Linked DNA regions of Mus musculus: region 2 is linked to region 1. A link is a contact called in public promoter capture Hi-C data. All regions are on one chromosome and are shown on one strand. The core of a region is the stretch at or near the end of the contact, and the rest is flanking DNA. Distances in the headings are between cores, read along the strand shown. Region 1 overlaps Wdr63 (WD repeat domain 63). Region 2 overlaps Mcoln2 (mucolipin 2).

Region 1 (7,491 bases), core at 2,568-5,067:
CTTTCCCTAAGCAGTTGCTAGGACAAGGAGACTGAAATCCAGGAAGGAGCCTCCGCCATCTGTGGTTTCACTTTCTGCAGCTGATGTCAGCAAACAGCAAATGGAAAGTTCTAGAAATGAAGCACTTCTGAGTTTTGGGCTGTATGGCAGCCTCCTTAGAGCAGTGAGACCTGTGCTGTCTGCTTGGTTGCTGCTAGGGTATGGGTTGTCCAGGGAACGGCGCGTCCATGCTGCACACGCCACCTGCCCATTGTCAGCCGCTTAGATGCCTTGGTACTCAGACAGGCTTCCGTAGGACGCCGTGCTTGAGCTCGAGTGACAGCACTCCCCTCCTTCAACCCTCTCCCACCTTTAACTTATTAAAGGTCCCAGAGTCCTAAATCATGATGTTGGTGGTCTGGACGTGCTCAAGAGAGGCCGAGGAAACACTCTCGAGTGAAAAACCGGAAGCACAACCCAGGACTTCCAGTATACAGTCGTAATCCCGCATTTTATTAACAGGACTGTTAACTTCTTACTTTGTCTTGTTTATGAAATACATGTGTGCTTTTGGGGTTTGAACTGGGTATAGTAGGCGCTGGAACGCGTCCCTCACAGATGGGAGTATCCCTGCTTTGTTAGCTGATTGAGCCTTGTACACAGCTTCTTGAAGTCGAGGTCATGACCCCGCATCACATCTGAGCCCGTGATGGAGAAGACTCTGTGGTTCCTTTAAACTGTTTGTTTGGACACCAAGGGGAAACAAACGTGCTATGTTTTAAAAATGCCCCTAAATCTAGATTCCCCTTCTTTTCTCCAGCACAGGCCTAAATATTTCTTCTCCAGCTGGGCATTACCTACATTTAAAAAAAATGTGTGTGCATGTGTGTGTGTGTGCGTGTGTGTGCGTGCTGCCTTGTCTCACCTCAGTGGAAGAGGATGTGCCTAGCCTTGCAGAGATTTGAAGTGCCACAGTGGGGGGATACCTGGTGGTGGTGGGGGGTAAGAACCGGCCCAGAGGAGAAGGCAAGGGAGGAATGGGGGAAGGATTGTGGGAGGGAGTGACTGGGAGTGGGGCAGTGAGTGGGATATAAAGTGAATGAATAAAAAGAATGTTTTTAAAATTTAATTTAAAAAAACCACTTTTTTTCTTAGATGTCCTTTTGTTTAACCAAACCTTGGAAATTTTACAACAGAAATCTTTGGAGGCAAGGCAAGAATCTGACAATACTTCAATTATTACTTAGTTTTATGAATTTTTGAGTGTGCTTTGCTCTCCAGTTGAACACTCAGCAATCCTTTCCTTTGAGGGGTTTGAGAGCTTGGGTGTACCCTTCAATCACATTCCAAAGGAACACGGATTTTCTTTTTCTTTTTTCCATTCAGTTTGATTTATCATGGCATTGTGAAACTATCAATTAGAAGTTTTAACTTATGGAAATTTGTTTCTTTGTGTTTCATACTGCATTATGTTATGCCTGAGATAAACTTCATTCAGAAAAATTATTCTTTGAACAGTACACATTCCTTAGGTGGGCTTCACTAATTTAAAATTTTATTGTATTTATGTTCTTTGAACATGTCTTACATGTATACAATGTAGTTTGACCCTATATGCATACATGTATAGAATGTATTTCGATCCTGTCCACCTGTCTTTTTTAGGGTTACCTGTTGCTGGGATAAAACGCCACAGCCAAAGGCAACTTGGGAAGAAAGGATTTACCCCATTCACCCTTGGATATAATAGTTCATCCCCTAAAGCAGTTAGGGAAATAACTGAAACAGGGTAGCATCCTAGAGGCAGGAGATGATACAGAGGCCATGGAGGGATGCGGCTCACTGGCTTACTTAGCCTGTTTTCTTATAGAACCCAGGACCGCCAGTTCAGGAGTGGCACTACCCATAAAGGACTGGACCCTCCTCAACCAATCACTGATTTAAAAAAAAAATGTCCTCCAGGCTTGCCTACAGCTTTCTCTTAGGAGGCATCGTGTCAATTGGTGTTCCCTCTTCTCTGATAACTCTAAACTGTGTCACACTGACATAAAATTAGCCAGCACGCTTCCCATCCCTCAACTTCGAGCACCTCTCAACCTTATGCTATGTCCTTTTTTTTTTCTTTTCTTTATTACACTCTGATTCCAGGTAGCGCTACCCACATGTACGTATAGGATACTATAGGACCATTCACTAGGGCATGGTCAACATAAGAGTGGACACACACCTGAAGAAAACTATCTCTTCCTTAGCAGCCAATGACATGAGGCTTCAAAACATACAGAAGTTGCCTTGGAGGCATGTACCCACGGTACTGCCTAATTCAGAGACCGAGGGAGAAGTTCTACTCAAGTCTAGGAGTTCAAGACCAATAAAAGTAGGAAACAGAGCAGAGACACAGAGACACCCTTTCAGCGCTTACAGAACTGCATCAGGATCTGATGTGCCTGCCATCTGTGTCCGGATGGTTTCCGCACAAGCTGTCTCTCTCGTAAAGAGATACAAACTTTCATGGAGGTTTCATTGCGTGCTCTTACGAATTCTGATGTGCCTGCCATCTGTGTCCTGATGGTTTCCGCACAAGCTGCCTCTCTCGTAAAGAGATACAAACTTTCATGGAGGTTTCATTGCGTGCTCTTACGAATCAGGGAGTTCTAGCAGGAAACTCACCTTAGACATAAATGGATAGCAGTGCTCCAAGACACCCTTGTAATAGACAAAGGTGCTTTAGTTACCTTGTATTTTGCAAAGAAAAGGGTCTTCGCCCAGGCTCAGCTTGGTTGGACAGTGGTCTAAACTTGTATCACCCTTAGACAGTTTTAACTTTTGGAAGAAAATAAAAGAAAGACATATTCTTAGAAAATCCTTGGATTTTTTTTTTTTTTTTGGCCTGTCCCTCTGCTTCTAGTTCACTAGAAACTCACCTTGTATCACTACCCCCCCCCCCTGCCTTTAACCGAGTTGTTTTTCCCCATGAAAAACACCCAATTCTTATTTCTATAACCAAGCTACCAAGGGAAGCCTGCCTGGGGACATGTTTCCCAACCCCAAAGTGCTATTTTCTTTCTTTATGTGTTTTATATTGTATTCCAAAACTCATCTTCATGAGTTGCAGCATAAGATAATGAACAAGGGGGCTGCTAGCCTTCTTCCCTAAGTTTTTCTTAAAGGTAAAGATAAAGGCTCAGGAAGGGACCTTGCTTTTAACTGGATGGCTGCAGGTCCCATCAGGGACATACTTTACCTTAATGACAATTGTGGCCTTGTGCCTGCGTCATGTATTCCTGGTTAGAATGATAAACGGCCCTTAGGTTTCTTCCCCTATGCCCGCTCCTCAGTCTTCTCCTTCTGGATATTTGTTTACCCACTTGCCATGCAATTATTCTTTGGTACATTTACGTATTCATTTGTTTTGCTTCAACTATTCACAACTCAATTAGACTTCCTGGGCCCACCCGAGGAGCTGCCAATCTTCAAGGAGTCAGTACGAAGCTGAGGAAATCACCACACGGCCATTTGTAAGTTGTGGCTCACTTACGCAAGAAGTATCAATCCCAGCCAAGGTCACTGTGGTTTGGGTGTCACCAGAAGTCAAGGAGTTTGATGGATGGATGATGAATGAATGAATGAATGAATGAATGAATGAATGGATCTTGTGGTCCCGTGTCAACTCAAGCCATTCTTCAATTGGAGGGCGGGTACCTGGGTGTGATTTATGTCACGAGTATGGGGTATAGGGAGGAGCCGAGCCCATGTTACTTACTCTAGACAGGGGTTTCCAGGAGAGATCTAGGTGCAAGAAAGTCGAGGGCACATCAAAGGGAATGTCAATGTTTTCTTCTTTCTTCTTCTCTACCGGTGATTGCTGGGAGTTTGCGTTGTTGGTGGCTGTGGTTGCTGCTGAGGCTGCAGCTGCAGCTGTGACTGCAGGTTTTTGGGGCCGGATATCCCAAAAACAAATCGTGCTAAAAGAAAAATCATGTTATTATTTTTTAAAATTAAGACCGAGTAAGAGATGCAGTGTCCGGATACCATGCGAGACAATGGCGACGTCTTAATGTTTCTAGAGCTGAGTGTTTTAGGAAGCAAGGCCTTTCTGCGCGCTGCTTTCTCAGAGGTTTGATTTTTTAGCTAACTGCATTTGTGTGTGGCTGTGTGACTTTGTGTATGTGAGTGTAATATCCAGAGAGACCCGAAGAAAGCCTCAGATTTCTGAGAGCCGGAATTCCCAGAGGGGGAGCTGTCTCATGTGGGTGCTGGGAACTGAACCTGGGACCTCTGTAAGAGAAGCCAGAACACTGGCCCGCCCCGCCCCGCCCCGCCCCAGCATGGTGCTTCCTATTGTGCAGAATCACACCAGGCTCACTAGGGATGTTTCATGACTTACGTTGTCTTGATGGTAATGCACGGGGATTCAGTTTGTAACTGATGACTTTAAAAAGGAATGTAAGTGTTTTATTAAGATGTGACTCATATATATAATAAGTTCATCTATTTAAAATGTCTAGTTTTAGTGGTGGCTGTTAAAGTAGTCAGTAGTCCTGGACCTCACAGCGCCTGCTCCTGTCTACTCCCCTAGCACAAGGTGTTATTTCTACATGGGTCAAAGAATTTTTGTTTTTGTTTTTTTGTTTGTTTGTTTTTCGTTTGGTTATTTTTGAGCCAGGGTCTCATTACACAGCTCTACCTGCCCTGGAACTCAGTATGTAGACCAGGCTAGCCTCAAACTCACACAGATCATCCCGCCTTTGCTTCCAAGTGCAAAGGGTTTAAAGTATTAACGGTGTGCACCACTGCATCCAACTTCAAAGATTTTTTTTTTTAAAAAAAGAATAAGAACTTTCCATGCAGCTCAGGCTGAACTTAAGCCATGACTCTCAGGCTTCAGTCTTTTGAGTGCTTAGACTATGAGCTACAAAGCTGTTTTTAGGGGCAACGTTTTCAAGTTGTGAAGTCCAGATAAGCATACTTGTTAGTATTGCACGTCCTACATTGTCCTGAGTTAACTCTATAATCAGGCAGCTATGATCGCATCTAAATGGGCAGCCTTCACCATAGCTGCTGTATTATAGCAACGCTCTGTATGGATGCGCATCAGAAAAGTAGACACTCTGCTTCTGCTTCTCAGAGGCCTTCCTGCTACGTGTGACGACCTCAGATCTGTGAGATAAACTGAATGGAAACGGCATAAGCCATAGAGTTCCGAGTATGGCACGTGAAGAAGCAGAGGAACTCTGGCTAATTCGGTGCGCTGATGCCACACCTAGTTAACTCTTGGTTTTCCAAAAGTATTTTATTTACTATCATCATCATCATCACTGTGTGTGCGATGTGTCTGAGCACGGTCGCTGGCATGCTGTGGTGCATGTGCGGCAGTCAGAGGACAGCTTCCACCCTGGGTTCTGGGAGTTAAACTTGGGTCGTCAGGCTTTGTGGCCAAGGGCTTTTATCAGCTGAGACTTCTAGCTCCCAATTTCTTATCATTTCCAAATTTTTCTCCATTAAAAAGTTCGTTTGTTTTCCTTTGACACCGGATCTCACTATGTAACCCTGGTTGGCCTGGACCTTGCTATGTAGATCGTGCGGCCTCATCCTCATAGAACTTGGCCTGCTACAGCCTTCTGAGTGCTCGGACTCAGGTCAAACCCTGGCTTTGTTGTAAATGCCAATGATAATCTATGCAGTTCTCCTCCCATTACTTTAATTGCTCAATAATTATTGGAGAGTGAAGGAAGATGTTGGTTTTAGGAACATGGAAGCCAGAAGAACACAGCCTGGGATGGATCTTAGGCAGTGTTGGAAGTGAGACGTACCAGTCTGCTGAGCATGTGACGAGCTGACAATTTATTCCACTTCGGTTCTCAAAGACGGATCCCATCCTGTTAATCTGTTTAAGAAAAGAACACTCTGTCAGCTAACAGCAGTAGTTCTCCTCCAAGGCTCTCTCTGACCTCCCTAGTCATGGACATCTCACCAGGAATACATATACACAACTCTCAAAGCACAGAGACTATTATCAGAGAAAGGTAACTTCTAAGTAGCTAGAACTAATTTTTCTTATGGCTATTTTCTTTTAATTTTTTTTCTTTTAAGAAGTTTTGTTAAACTATCTTTAACGCTATCCTAGAAGTTTGGAATCCAGGTTTTAAGATCTAACACAACTCTACTTGGAATTCTTATCCATTCTTTGTTCACAGAAACATTTTTATAGAGTTTTAATTAGGATGCATATAAATGTTGATTCTCAGATTTTTCAGTTTACACGACCTGAATTTTATCTGCATACTCACAGATTACTTTTAATTGTTTTGTAAAATGCAGGTGACATAATCACCTCATTATTCACTAGTTTTGGAAATGCAGGCTCTTTCAGTTTTTCACGGTCAGTTGGTTGTGTGCTAGATGCTGACTTCCGTTGGATCTGACAGTTTAAGAATCTCTCCCTCTCGGGAGGACACCCCTAGGATCTTAGAGATTCAGCACTCCAGGGCTTTGCATGTGAAAGATTTAGAACTCTGTCCTGATTATCTCTGTCAAAGAAAGCCTTGGTTGAGGAATTGCCTACATCCAACTGGCCCATGGACACATCTGTGGGAAATTACCTTATTATAACTTGGTGACTGAGGGCCCAGCCATTGTGGGAGAAACCAACCCTAGGTAGGCGATTCTGAGCTGTGTGAGAAGAGTAGGCTAAGCAGGAGCCTAAGAAGGGTCTAATAATGGAGCCAGCAAGTAGTGTTCCTCCATGGTTTCTGCTTCAAGCTCCTGCCTTGACTTCCCTCGGGGATGGACTTGGAAATATAACCCAAGTAAACCCTTGCTCTAAGATGCTTCTGGCCAAAGCATTTTATCACAGCAATAGAAATGAAGCTAGAGCGAACTCCTAAAGCCACAATACTATTTCAGAAGCTTAAAAAACACATCTTATAAACTAAACAGGGACCGAGGGTAGCTCAGTTAGTACAGCGCTTGCCAAGTGTGCCCTCAGCCCTGGATGTGATCTCCAGCAGCACCACACACACACTGGGTAAGGTACCCACGTCTGTAAGCCCAACACTTGGGAGACGGAGACAGGAGAATCGGAGATTCAAGGTCATCGTTGACTACTTAGTAAGTTCAAAGCCAGTGTGTGATACACGAGACACTGTCACAAAACAAACAAAACAAATCTAACAGAATCCAGGCTGGTGAGATGGCTTGGTGGCTAAGAGCACTGTCTGCTCTTCTAGAGAAGACGAGAAGACAGGTTTGAGGCCCAGCACTCACACAATCATCAAAACTTACCTCGAATGAGTCGGGCAGCCAGTGTATATCCGTGATTACTTTCCTATGGCCATTTTCAATGGAAGACACTGCACAGTGTCTGATGTACATCGATTCTTTATTGCTGTCTGGTTCAAGGAGAAACATGGGCTGGATAAAGGTGAGAAGAAAGTTATGTTTCAGAGAGCTGACAGGCCAACTTTTCTGGCCATTCCAGTTAAAATGTAACAAGTCAGAGTTGTATCAGTT
Region 2 (7,491 bases), core at 3,056-5,555, 130 kb after region 1:
TTTGGAGGACCACAGAGTAGGGAGATGGACTGGCCACACCAGCATAGATTTGAATGTTCTCAATTATTTTGGTACAGATGTTTCTTTTGGGTGGAGGTTGGCATCAGTTACAGGAACAGAGGAATTTGGAAGGAGAGCCCTTTTCTTGGATAGGGCGATGGGAGGTTCACTTTCTATCTGTTACATGACAGCACGTCCCTCTTCCCCCAGGACGATGTCCTAGACACTTATCAAGGCCTTGGATGTACACAAGGCCATGCTCAATTAATGGACATAGAGACCCCAACCCCTAATGTCAGAACAGATAGAAAACTCTACAGTAACCCCTTTCATGTATTTCTGAAAACCATGCTGTCTTTGGTTTATTAAGTCACTATTACCCCAGCAGTTTTTCATATACATCCTCTGCTTACACCCCTGGCTCCAGGGACATGTTTATTAAGGGCATACGGTTTGTTTTAGTGGAGTTGGACGCAGATTGACAAGTTCTCAGAGCCAGGATGACTGGCTGTGGAGTGTAGTGATACACTGTGTTCACCTTGGATCAGCACTTAAGCTCAGAGTGCTTACCTTCAGCTGAACAACCCAGTGTCCCAGTTCCCGCCTTGTACCTCAGATACACTGTGTCTAAAATGTCACCAATAGTGACTTTTCTTGTGGTTGTGACAAAATAGCTAACAAAAGAAACTAAAGGAAGGGTTCGCTTTGGCTTGCAGTTTGAGGGTACGTTCCACCATGCTGGGCAAGTCACAGTGGTGAGACCATGAGGTAGTTGGTCACATGGCATCCCCAGTCAGGAAGCAGACAGAGAGAGATGCTGGTGCTCAGCTCACTGTCTCCTTTTTATTTATTTATTTTTTTAAAAGGCCTGGGACTTTAGTAAGCCCAGGAAGTGTTGCCACCTACATATAGAGTGGATCTTTCCACCTAAGTTTAACTAGAAATTCCTCTGATACCTGCAGGGGCATGGGAGGCTCTTAGGCTCAGGCACTTGCCAGGGGCACAGCAGGATCCTAGGGAGTTCTGGGTCAGCTTAAGTCAACAATCAAGATTAACCATCACACACCCTTCCTAGCCTTCATGCGGATACACTTTCTCCAGAGTCTCTTTTATTCTGGCAAGGACTCTGCCTCACTTGGACTCCTGATGTCACCTCTGACTGGCATCTGCCCTTGGGCTACCCTGCTCTAGGAGATCTCCGACATGCTTTTAGTTCTTAAAGAAGTATGTGTCGAATCACATTGCTCCCGTGGCTGAGATGTCACTCAAGTCTGCTCGTGAGCTGGATTGAGCCTGATGTATGCCCAAGTCTCAAAGAGGCTCTGGGCAATTCAGCACAAATGCCTCTCATCAGCCATTGCTATGTCTCCGCCGAACCACACTTTTCCACAGTCAGTGACTACAACCCCTTCCTCCCTTTGTTGAGAACCAGTCTGGAGTGTCATTGAGCTCATATGTCTTACCCCAGCTCTGCCACAGGCCTTGCTGTCTGTCTTAGCTGTGGTCTGTCTTTGGGGGTGGGGGATGGGAAGCTCCTGGAAAAATGTTCATCGTACGGTTGGGAAGTCTATGGCATAGGCCTTTAGAAAAACCCTTTTATATTGTGTCGAGTCTCAACCTTTTCCAAATGTTGCTGGCTGTAGGATAGAGACATCACATCCCTGTAGCTCCCCACAGCTTCTCACAGACACCTACTGCCCCCTGCTGCCCCCTGCTGTTTCCTGCTGCTCCCTGCTGCCCCTTCCCTGCAGCTCCTCACAGCTCCCTGCTGCCCCCCTGCAGCTTCCCGCAGCCACTTGCAGCTCTCAGCTTCCTATGGTGCTCAGCCTCAGGGGTTCCGTTGCATTTCTCCCTTGCAGTTTGAAAACCTGAACATAGTCGCTGAATGCCTGTTTTCTCTGGTCAACGGCGATGACATGTTTGCCACGTTCGCTCAGATCCAGCAGAAGAGCATTCTGGTGTGGCTGTTCAGCCGCCTCTACCTGTATTCCTTTATCAGCCTATTCATTTACATGGTCCTCAGCCTCTTCATCGCGCTCATCACCGACTCTTACCACACCATTAAGGTAAGGCACGACCAGTGTTTGCTGCCCAAAAGCATCATAAACTTTGTATGGATTGGAGCACGAGAAAAGGCTGTAATCTTACGGAAATACAATTTTATTCTTCTTTTAATCTTTTTAGAAAAATAGACCTTGGTTTGTTTTGGTCTGACGACTAATTTTAAATATGTGCTTGTCTTAGTTAAGGTTTCTATCACTCTGATGAAACACCACGGCCAAAGCAACTTGGGGGAGGGAAGGGTTTATTCAGCTTACACTTCCACATCACAGTTCGGCATCAGAGCAAGCAGGACAGGAACACAAACAGGGCAGGAACCTGGAGGCAGGAGCTGATGCAGAGGCCAAGGAGGGGTTCTGCTTATTGGCTCGCTCATCATGGCTTACTCAGCCTGCTTTATTATAGAACTGAGGACCACCAGCCCAGGGATGGCACTAGCCACGATGGGCTAGGAACAACCCCCCTACACCCCCCCCACCAACCCCCCCCCCCCCCCCCCCCCGTCAATCCGTAATTGAGAAAATGCCCTTCAGCCAGATCCTGTGGAGTCATTTTGTCAGCTGAGGTTCCCGCCTTTCAGATAACCTCCCCTTATGTCAAGTTGACATAAAACTTCCCAGCACAGTACTTGAAACATTTCACTTGTTACCGTGGTATGGGTCGGAAGTATGTAGGGAGAAATAGAGAAAGGGGAGAGGTTGATTCTAATGAACTCAACAACCCGACTGCTGTTCTCAGAGCTGACAGATGCTCCTGCCTGGATGGCTAGCTAGGACACAGTGTAAATTCTAGCGATGGGAGGTGATTGCCACCCTGGCAACTGAGAAATGACCATGAGATAGCATATATATTTACAGTGCACACTTCATTAAGGGGAAGGAAAGGACAGTTCCAGCTTTCCTAAACCATGGTACATCCCGTGCTCTTTCTCACTGGTCCTGTGTGGTTGCTGTATTGCAGCTCCAAAGATGCTCACTGTCTTAGGAGCTGGTACCCCCACAACAGATGGTTGTGTTAGGAAAACTACTTCAGGGCCAGCACCTAAACGACGTCAGGACAAGTACCACGGTGGTGTCCTTGCCTCTGCTCAGTCCTTCTCATACAAAGTCCAAGAAAAGCTGATGAGTGGTCAGCGTGTGAGGATCAGAGTCAGGGCGTTCGTGGTAGCTGCCCCGTAGCAAGGTACGGGGACAGTATTGCAGGTTCTTGCCATGAAGATTCATGTCTTTGACATGGTCAAAATTGATATGTGTCCTTGTGTGGGGCAAGTCTGAACTTTGGTGTGGACGAACTTACTAAACATGACTGGGTGCTAGGAGTGTTTTATCTGTTAGGAAAAATCTACCCCTGTCCCACTCTGTGGTCATCTTCCATGTATGTGAATTATGTCCCTGTGAGATTCTAGGTGGACACTGTGCCGAGTGACAACTGCTGGCCTCATGATTAACACTCTGGCTTTCTGGTTTGGATGATTTCTTTCAATTCTTTTCAACTCACTTCTCCCCCTCTCCCCTGGCTTGTTTTCTGGAGTTTTCCCTTCCATTGTTCTCAGTTCCCCCCTCCACCGCCACACTTAGCTGTTCTGGGACGGACAGATTGTTCTGGGACTGACAGACTGACTCTGCATTGTTCATAGCACTCCTTGGATCTGAGCTAGCACCCGGGAGTTGCATTTCACAGAGGCGGGGTTTGCTTTCTTGACAAAGAGAACCATTGCTCATGCCCTGGACAGGAGGTAACAACAGCGCTGTCTGCTTTTTCAAAAGAAGTACCAGCAGCATGGGTTTCCTGAAACAGATCTGCAGAAATTCCTGAAGGAGAGCGGAAGCAAAGATGGGTACCAGAAGCAGCCATCGGCCTTGCTGTCCTGCCTCTGCTGTCTGAGGAGGTCAGTGTTGTCTGTGGAGGGAAGACAGTCATCTCAACTGAACTCTGCTCTCAGAAATCTGCCGGTGGTGGGAAATGGTTGCTCTTTTTTTTCTCTCCTCCCACACAGGTTTGTTTGAGAAATACATTGTTTCTTGTAAAACAATGTTCCATACCACAAGGTTTGTGTAGAAAGCTCCATGACATCACTGAAACTTTTAGAGACCTTGTGGGAACCCTAGGAGGAGATGGACTGTGACCAGAAGCAGGAGGATGAATCTTAAGAGGCCCAAGGAAGAGGTCAGAGTGTATGTTCTGAAGGTGCAGCTCCAGACATGGCAAAGGCATTTTCTCCCCTCACAGGATGTGGAGCAAACCAGTTCCTTGAACAGATAGGACATGATGGAGAGGAAGCCTTTGGTGTCTGTCTTACTTACCTTCCTGTAGCTGTGACAAAGCACCAAGATAAAAGCAACCAAAAAAAAAAAAGAGTTTATTGAGGTTTTAGTTTCAGAGGGTGAGCCCATGAACCATCATGGAAGGGGACGTGGCAGCAGGCAGGCATGATGCTGGGGCAGTAGCTGAGAGCCTACGTTCTGATCCACAAGCATAGGGCAAGAGAGACAGCTAACTGGGAATACATAAGTGCTTTTGAAACCTCTAAGCCCATTCCAAGTGCAAACTCCTCCAACAAGCCACACCCCCAATCCTCCCAAATAGTCCCACCAACTGGGGACTACGCATTCAAATATATAAACCATTCTCAAGCAAACCACCACAGTGTTCTTGGTTAAAAGCACGCCTCAGTAGCTCTTCATTGCTGGCTGTTTGGACTCTGAGAGAAATGACCTGGTTCTCAGTGACCAGAGGGTGCTACACAGTTGGGTGGTGACCAGCATGGAGGTCATGGTTTTCTCAAACGTACCCAGATTTGTTTTCACTTGGGTCAGAGGTAGACATTTTTCAAGTATTCCTTGCCTTTGCTTTCTGAGCATTCCATCAATCCAGTTCCTCAAGGGAGATGGGAGATCACAGCTACTTAGGCTCACATGAGGAGTTTTCTGTCCGTTGATTCACACCGCATCTTGAGATTTTTCCATGAGACGAGTGAGCACATCCCGAGGATGTCTGGTAAACACGAGACGAGGTCTTCTGAGACATTCTCAAAATTGCATTTCATCCTCTCAGAGCGTTAAACTATTGCCGCGGATGCCAGGGTAAAAGAAGATTAATTTTCTTAATTTGCAACTGCCTCCGAAGACATGGGAAGGCTATCACAGGTCTCTCGGGGCCGCCATGGCATCCTGTAGTTATTATATTAATGGCTTTTCTGGCTGTCGTGACAAATACCTGATGATAAACAGCTTAAGGGATGAAGGACTTATGGCAGCTCAGGGTCTGAGCAAGCAAAGCTGGTCACACTGGGCACGGAGCACATGGTAGCTGGTCACACTGGGCACGGAGCACACGGTAGCTGGTCACACTGGGCATGGAGCACACGGTAGCTGGTCACACTGGGCATGGAGCACACAGTAGCTGGTCACACTGGGCACGAAGCACATGGTAGCTGGTCACACTGGGCACATGGTAGCTGGTCACACTGGGCACAGGGAAGAAGCAGAAGATGAAGGCTGATTGCTTAGCATTCATTCACTCCAAACCAAGGCTGCCCACCTTCCGGACTTCCTCCTTCTCAGTTAAATGTCTCTAGAAATACCCTAAGCTGTGTACTCGGGCATAGATAGTCTATGGTTCTCCTGAACCACTTGATGCCTGCAGGGTGAACCTGCTGGCCTCAGGTCTCTCTTCCCAGACTGACAGGATTTGGCTCTTTGGAGGACAAGGCTTGGATGGGCAGATATGAGTTGTCAAACGTTCTCTTCTATGAAGGAAAGTGTCTGGCCCTTGTAGCCATTGATCAGCTCTGATAGAGCAGGGTCCTGAGAGATGATGGTTGCTCAATCGGTTGTTTCCAGAGCCTCAATCCAAGCCTCAAAGTATGTACATTTCCCGTGCTCCATTTTCTTCCTCTTTCACATTTGGCTCACATAAGCTATATGTGTCTAGAGCGTATTCTAGTCTTTTTGTAAAGATTTTGGGGAGTCCAGGTAGAAAAGTTGCCTAGACTGGGCAAGACCCTCAGTTTGGTCCCTAACATCACTATCTGAATAATAAAATAAAAAAAATAAGAGCTGTCAATGTCAGATGTGGCGTTGCGTGTGTTCTGGGAGGGGAAGCAGAAGGACCAGGAATTCAAGGTCATTATCAGCTACATAGTTTGAGGCTAACCTGAGCTACATGAGACCCTGTCTAAACAACAACAGCAACCACAACAATGACAACAACAGCATCAATGACGCAGGACTATCCAAACAAAAATTCTTAACTTGACGTTCTCTTACTCCTTCATCCCCTTTTCTGTTACAGGAGAAGAAGCAATGACCACTTGATTCTCATTGACTAAAACCTTTGGCTGATGTCAGTCAAGTCCAGATCCCTTTATGCTGAGGTCATTCAGAGAGACCCCAGAGGTAGCAGCAGTCGGCTCAAAGATTGTCCTGCTGAATTGTGGAACCAGAAGGAGGGGTGTCCATGAGCTGCTGATCAGACCTGACATTCCAAAGTTACTTTTCATAGACATGGAGTGTGAAGAGTAAGCCTCTTGTGAGGCCAGCGTGGCAATGAAATTCACCAGGAGTCTGGTCGTTTGTGACATCATAATGTTGAGATGTAAAAAGAAATATTCCCACTTCAGAGTGTGTAAGCAATATTTAAACCCAGATAAAGATGCATGCTTATTGAAAAAACAAAGATTTGTTTCAAAACGTGACACTTGGATTTGAAGACATTTGTTAATTTATGGTCTGCACAGAAATAAATTTGCTTCCAAACCAAATTAAGACTTGAAGCTAGAGAGTGGTAAGCCACTCAGTTCGTGACTGGTTGGACTGTGAGCTTGCTTCTTCAGCAAGCACAACACCAGTGTCTGTTAGCACAGTCAGCGGGATGAAAGAGCACCTGGCTGTCCCCTCAGGTGAGCTCTCCCTGGACTGGACACATGATGAGTGAGTCACCCTAAGCTTGGAGTGGCCATCTGTTTCACAAGTCAGCTCCATTGTGGTGGGGATTTGCCCTTGTCATGGAAGGAAGTGTAGATTTTTCATTAAATAAATTTATTTTCACGATGTTGCATTGTACTATTATTGTGTTACAATGCGATGTCTCTTGACAGTCACTGAGTGAGAGTTCCATTTTATACCATCCCTCTTGAATACTTTGTCCACCTGAGAGATCCGTCATTTTTAAACAAGTGGTGAAGGAGCTATGAGGGTTGGTCCATAGAAGCTATTTGATAAAGACTTGAGACTAAGATCATTATGTCATAGCTGAGCTATCTGGGGCTATGAGGGCTACTGGTGCAGAGTAAGATTTGGGTTTGCATCTCAGAGCAGCTCCTGCCCTTCCCTGCCTTTGTCTCCGCTCCAAGAACCGTTGTCTGATTCTCCATCTGCTCCTTGCTCCTGCTCTTCTTCATATCCGTCCAACAAATCCAGACAGAGAAAA

What was found. Capture Hi-C pulls out chosen DNA fragments and counts their contacts.
Region 2: a contact with region 1 is called in a promoter capture Hi-C map of adipose tissue. The contact joins two enhancer-like sites. A contact is called at or near these places in 1 of 39 promoter capture datasets (liver), 3 of 15 datasets of contacts at CTCF or cohesin (CD8 T cells, the NIH/3T3 cell line and embryonic stem cells), 53 of 484 Hi-C or Micro-C datasets (the AML12 cell line, B cells, CD4 T cells and 39 more), 10 of 115 datasets of contacts at active chromatin or transcription factors (CD4 T cells, T-cell acute lymphoblastic leukemia, bone marrow-derived dendritic cells and 7 more) and 3 of 9 other capture datasets (adipose tissue, embryonic tail and liver).

What each region holds. Positions count from the first base shown.
Region 1 is chr3:146,059,539-146,067,029 of GRCm38.p6, forward strand. It overlaps Wdr63 (WD repeat domain 63), which reads right to left. Exons shown (of 23, transcript NM_172864.3): 13 at 7,264-7,392; 14 at 5,793-5,866; 15 at 3,743-3,944; 16 at 2,715-2,802. Among named protein-coding and RNA genes, the nearest start is that of Gm35409, 27 kb to the left of the region's middle. Within about 2 kb of position 3,818, at least 13 of the 459 cell types and tissues checked have an H3K27ac peak or open chromatin away from gene starts, as enhancers often do. A contact at or near this core is called in CD8 T cells, DN3 thymocytes and thymic regulatory T cells, where this site is marked.
Region 2 is chr3:146,188,401-146,195,891 of GRCm38.p6, forward strand. It overlaps Mcoln2 (mucolipin 2), which reads left to right. Exons shown (of 14, transcript NM_026656.5): 12 at 1,860-2,066; 13 at 3,828-3,949; 14 at 6,355-7,111. The coding sequence ends at 6,391. Among named protein-coding and RNA genes, the nearest start is that of Lpar3, 29 kb to the right of the region's middle. Within about 2 kb of position 4,306, at least 29 of the 459 cell types and tissues checked have an H3K27ac peak or open chromatin away from gene starts, as enhancers often do. A contact at or near this core is called in CD8 T cells, DN3 thymocytes and thymic regulatory T cells, where this site is marked.